Linked DNA regions of Mus musculus: region 1 is linked to region 2. The links are chromatin contacts, called in public Hi-C maps. All regions are on one chromosome and are shown on one strand. The core of a region is the stretch at or near the end of the contact, and the rest is flanking DNA. Distances in the headings are between cores, read along the strand shown. Region 1 overlaps Gm32652 (a long non-coding RNA gene). Region 2 has its middle 69 kb from the start of Gm26685.

Region 1 (2,971 bases), core at 146-2,645, 300 kb after region 2:
AGCTCTCTTAGACTGCAGTTTATCATTCATAGACTCTGGTAAAGAGAACATGACTGTACAGTTTGAATAAAAAATTAATAGTTTTCTATGTGCAAAAGATTCATCTCTAAAGATATAGATTTTGCAAGTGATTTTTTTCCCACTTTACCCAGGACGATCTGACTTCTAACCTTTAAATTTAACATTTACAGACTTATACTTAGGTACCTATGGAAATACACCAGAGATATACTTTCAAACCCAGACCCTATTCAAGCACAAACTCTGCCTAAATTTGAGAAGCAGGAAAAGGCTCACCCAAGCATTCACATTACTTGGAAAGTTAACACTTTTTTTGGAACCAGATCTGATGTCCCCAATGTTCTCCGAGGATTCTTTTAATTCAACTGGAGGCTGCCGCCGAGTAATACAATTAGCTTCTCGTTGACAGAGCTCTTTTTCTTTGATCTCCTGTGTTCATTCTTCCAAAAGCAACTCAATTGCTTCTCCTGATGAATTTCTCACTGTATATATACTTAATAGAATTGAAAACCAGCAGGTCGCCATATAAGGAGACATCAGATGAGCTATTAAAATAACATTCTTTTTCTAAGACAGGATTTGGTCTACCTAAACCAACCTTATCTGAGTGCAAAATAGGAAGGAAGAAGTGAACAAACACGGAACTGTCCTCAAAGGCCATGCGTAGAACATTGCCACTACTGATGGCTAGTGTCCTGAATCCAGGTAGAATATTTACTTAGTTTTACCTAGAGGAGCTCTAAAGCTACATAGTCCTTCAGAGTTGTTCCAGTGTGGGGCTGGATGGAAACCTTTCTTCTCCCGCATGTACTGGCCACTACCTGAAAACAATTAGTCAATGGGCAAGGTAGAAGACAAATCCTAGAGGCAGACTCCGCTGAGAAAGGTGGATTCTATGCATCTCTAGATGCTAGTGAGGAAAGAAAGGGGGAATGTGTGCTCACTGGGATGAAGCACTTCAGCATCTTTACCTTCCATATTCTCTCCCACAGGAACTACTCAGGCTGTTTCTTACAAAAGTATCTTCATCTCTCCCTCACCGTGGACACCAAGAGTCCTAGATGACGGATTCATTGCCAGAGATGCCACATTGGAGGCATCTTACAAACGAAAAGCAGTTGCACTTTAGCTTTTCTACGTCTGTGTTCAAATCCAAAGATATCCTCATAGGTTCACGTTTGGAAGTTAATTGTACCACTGAGCAGCAGGCTCCAGTTAAATTAAGAAAATTCTTGGAGGACCGTTGGACTATCAGATCATGTTTCCCAGCAGGTGGCGCTGTTCTGAGACGCTGTGTCGCTTTAGCAGGTGGGGGTCCAGGCTGGCGGAAGTAGGAAAGCAGAACTGGGACTTGGAAAGGGTTGTTCCTAGACCTACTTCCTCTTTCACACCTGGCTTCTTGGTCAGCCAAGATGTAAACAGCCTCCACCACACACTCCAGCTGCCCTGAACTGGGTAGTCATGAATTCTTCAGGTTGGAGTGAACTCTAAAAGTACAAACTGATACACATCTTTAATACTGTGGACTGTTTCTGTCCGGCATGGTGGTCATCGAACACTAACGTATCTAGGTATGGCTACATTGCTGTCAATTACAGGAAATTAGCCAAGCTCTGTCTCTCTGTCAGAGGCCTATATGTTGTGTTAGTTGACAACAGGAAAGCACAGGAACATCCAGACCGTCAACAAGCTGCCATTCCTTGATCCCAGGCTGCATCAATCTCTTTTACATCTTTGCTGTCAAATTTCAGAGATGTAAAACTGTGGGAGTTTCTTCATAGAGCTGAGATTTATTTCATTTTCTTCATTTTTAAGATGGTCACAAGTTACCAATTTTAAAGGAACCAATGAAAGAATATGAAAATAAAACCTAATGCATAAAAAATACTGAGCCAGGTAGTGGTGGCGTGTGCCTTTAATCCCACATAACACTTGGGAGGCAGAGGCAGGCAGATTTCTGAGTTTGAGGCCAGCCTGGTCTACAGAGTGAGTTCCAGGGCAGCCATAGCTATACAGAGAAACCCTGTCTTGAAAAACCAAAAAATAAAAAATAAAAAGGAGGAGGAGGAGGAGAAAAAGGAGAAGAAGGAGGAGGAGGAGGAGGAGGACGAGGAGGAGGAAATACTGTTAGCATAAGGTGTTGAGGGCCTACAGTGTGACAATAATACCTTAATTCTACATGTACACAACCAAATGAAAACAGTAGTAAAGGTAATGGTGAACAGCATACACAGTAACTCTAGAGGACCTCAGTGTCAGAAACTAACTCCCCCTCATTCATAAGAGCAAACTGTCTCTTAAAATAAAGAAACAACAACTAATAAAGAGGATTGTTCCAGAGTCCAGTTGCTGGTGATGACTAAACACTGATCAAGTATTAAGTGTCTATCATCTAACTTAGACTATTTTCTCACCGTCTATGATCTCTAAAATCTAATCATTAAAGATTGTCGAGTTTAGATGAGTGACTCACAGGTACCATCAAGTCAGAGGTACTCCAGTGTTCACCGAGTCACACTGTGCTGGAAACGGCTCCAGGCATAGAAGAAGATATTTTCAAAATAGAGCAGCCAGGACATTATAGCAGCATCTATAACCAAGAGAGGAAACAAAGTGTGAAGTATCTCTAGATTCTTCAAAGATTCCTTTACAAATTCATTCACAAAAGGCTACAAAACAATCCATTATTTCTTCCCTTTGTCTGGCATTTTTCCTATGTTCACATGACTTCTCTGTATGCATTTCTAATATTTTTCTCCTTCCCATGTACCAAGCTTATATTAACATCTTATACTAATTTGTTATCACAAATTCAGAAACAGAGTATAGTTTCATTTAAAAGTCAGATATCTATTTGAAAGTAGAGTGAAGGAAACATGTTATCAACCACTTGTTGACTACCACCTGTTCTAAATGGATAAATGAGTAGCTTATCTTGATGCTCACCCTT
Region 2 (2,700 bases), core at 80-2,579:
CGCTAATACCCGTGCAGGACATCAACACTTTACATACATTTCCTAGGCCATTCCCTCAGCACTTTTTTCTTTAAAAAATAATTAGCATATACACTAATTGCAGTGGATTTTGTTATGACGTTTTCATGGATGACAATGTATTTTGATCACACCCACTCCCTACTACCCTCTTTTTTCCTTTACCATTATTTTTTTTTCTAGTTGCCATGGATATAGTAGTGAGCGGTAGAGGCAGCCCCAACTCTCCATGCAATCAGCAGGGGGAGGGTAGTCTGTAAAATAAAGTAGTAAGAGTGAAGGCTGACTCGGAAGCACTCAGGATGGAAGGCTTTAGGGAATGTTCTACAGGGGTGGCGATGCTATGTCCCACAAACTGTAGATGGTTCCGAAGGACCTGAGGGCATGGGGGAGCAACTTATAAGAGAGGACATTCCAAAGAGAAATAAGATAAGAATGCCCTTGTCAGAGACTGCTGGGTGTGATTGAGGAATGCCATCAAACAGAGCAGCTGGCCAGAGCAAGAGGAACAGCTGGCAAGAGGAAGAGAAGAAGACAGAAACTGGGTGGGTGAGAAAGCATGGGCCTTGGAGACCCTGGTGAGGAGGCACGTTTCAAAGGATCCTTCACAATGAATAGATCGAATGGCTCCTGTTTTACAGATGAAGAAATGTGTATGGAGACATTTCACAGCCACCCAAAGGTACCACAAGGTATCCAGGGATTTAAATCTAAAATTCCAGAATCTGGTGTGCTTCCCGTTCTCTTTCACCTCTGTCCTGAGGATCTTTCTCTTATCGTCCTGACTCGATGCTTTCAATAAGCTTGTCCCTAGCAACCATATAGCTTGAAACACATTTATAAAGAGTTGACAATAAAAAGTCACAGGGCAGTGGTGTGAGAAGCAAATTAGATTATAAGATACTGCATCTGTTTAATTGGAATTTAAGATCTAGAGAGCCAAATGATTTAGCTGTGACAAGATGAAAGGAAATCTGTGGCAAGTCCTGGAAAGTTTGAGCACAAGGTCTTGTTAAACAACCAGAGCCCCAAGAGGCCAGTGGAAATGAAGCCAAAGCAACTGCTAGGTCACTGGCCTAGGATAAGACAGAGCTGGTCTAAACTTTCTGTCCGGACAGTCATCTACAGTGCTTACCGTGAACTGTCTGTGCTTTGGCTCAAGGTCCTTCAAGCATGGCTATACAAATCAGGAGGAGTCAACCTGTCTTTTCTACATTGCTTCAAAATTCTGGTAACGGGGGCTTGGCAGGCCACATCCTGCCCTCAGATATGACTATTTTTAGTTGAGCTATGGAGCGTACATTCTACTTTTGGTTGAATTTGACACCCACTCACTCATGTATTGATGCTGTGTGTGTGCTCCAGGTATCTGATCCCCACATAGGTCCAAGGAGAGCCTTCATATAGAAATGAAAGGACAGTACAACCTGATCCACACGGGTTGGTTAGGTGTGTAGAAGCTTGGTGCTCTCTGTCTTCAAGCTTGGTTCACTCTTCTACCGTCAGCTCTCATCAATGAGCAAGCTCTAAGGAACAGCAGGGTAGCTCCAGGGATCTAGGTAGATTATAAACCAGAGGCTCTGCTGGGCCTTAAGCCTTAGCTGTTTTCAAAGTTTATCACAGTCATCATGTGTGTGTGTGTGTGTGTGGAAACCACATTCTAGGAGAGACCTACCCAGCACAGGTTTGGACAACAACCTACAGCTGTTGAAAATCATCAAATGAGAGTGAGAAATCCACGAAAGACACCTGCCATTCTGATAAACAAGGGAGGGGGCAGAGCCCGAGGAAGCTGTCCCGACAGGTCCTGACCACATGCTCAGTCATGTGAAAGGCCAGCTGGGCCTGCAGTTTCTATCACAACGGCAGGAATTCCAAGAAGAAAACCCTCTCTTCAAAGTGTCCCCTCTCTCCTGATTGTTGTTGCCTAACATTTCATTCATGTATAAGCAAACAGGTGAATATAATTTGAGGTAAAAATGAAAAGTATAGCAAGGGAGAACAAGAAACCATGGAAGAGGCAACATTTTAGTTTAAAGTCAGTGCAGGAGCCAGCAACCTTTCCATCATTTTAAGATAAGGTTGTCAGGAGACCAGGGGAAAGAACTGATGATAAGGTTTCCTAGAACTGATTTAAAAATTACCCCAAACTTAATGACTTACTTTGAAACAATGGAAATCTACTGTTTCATAGCTCTGTGGTGTGTGTGTGTGTGTGTGTGTGTGTATGTGTGTATGTGGTGTGTGTGTGTGGTGTGTGAGGTATGTGTAGTGTGTGTGTGCTGTATGTGGTGTTTGTGTGTGGTGTATACCTGTGCTGTATGTGAGGTATGAGGTATGTGTAGTGTGTGTGTGGGGTGTACATGGTATGTGTGTGTTGTCTGTGTGTGGTGTGTGCGAGGTGTGGTGTGTGTGTGTGTGTGTGTGTGTGTGGACACGTGACTAATGCACACATGAAGGCCAGAAGACAACCTGGGGTGCTGGTACTCTTCCCACCTTGTTTGAGGTGGGACCCCTTATCATTCACTACTGATAACTGACCTGTAAGCTTCTGCCCTCTCTCTCCTCAAAGGCACACTTGGATTACAGACATGAGATGCCTCAGAAAACATTCATGGGCTCCAAAGGTCGGAATTCCAGTCAGAAGGCTCACGTGGCAAGTGTTTTATCCACCAACTGATA

What was found. A called contact is a pair of places that touch in the nucleus more often than the background predicts.
Region 1: a Hi-C map of pro-B cells shows a contact between it and region 2, with 2.1 times the contacts expected there. The contact joins two enhancer-like sites. A contact is called at or near these places in 1 of 15 datasets of contacts at CTCF or cohesin (large pre-B cells), 2 of 484 Hi-C or Micro-C datasets (nephron progenitors and pro-B cells) and 5 of 115 datasets of contacts at active chromatin or transcription factors (the 230-238 cell line, Th17 cells, large pre-B cells and 1 more).

Annotation. Positions count from the first base shown.
Region 1 is chr1:164,869,541-164,872,511 of GRCm38.p6, forward strand. It overlaps Gm32652 (a long non-coding RNA gene), which reads right to left. Exons shown (of 5, transcript XR_865700.2): 3 at 2,495-2,611. Gm20743 (predicted gene, 20743) reads left to right here. Exons shown (of 5, transcript NR_040303.1): 4 at 598-726; 5 at 1,014-1,898. Among named protein-coding and RNA genes, the nearest start is that of Gm20743, 7.9 kb to the left of the region's middle. Within about 2 kb of position 1,396, at least 33 of the 459 cell types and tissues checked have an H3K27ac peak or open chromatin away from gene starts, as enhancers often do. A contact at or near this core is called in the 230-238 cell line and pro-B cells, where this site is marked.
Region 2 is chr1:164,570,617-164,573,316 of GRCm38.p6, forward strand. No RefSeq gene overlaps it. Among named protein-coding and RNA genes, the nearest start is that of Gm26685, 69 kb to the left of the region's middle. Within about 2 kb of position 1,330, at least 48 of the 459 cell types and tissues checked have an H3K27ac peak or open chromatin away from gene starts, as enhancers often do. A contact at or near this core is called in the 230-238 cell line and pro-B cells, where this site is marked.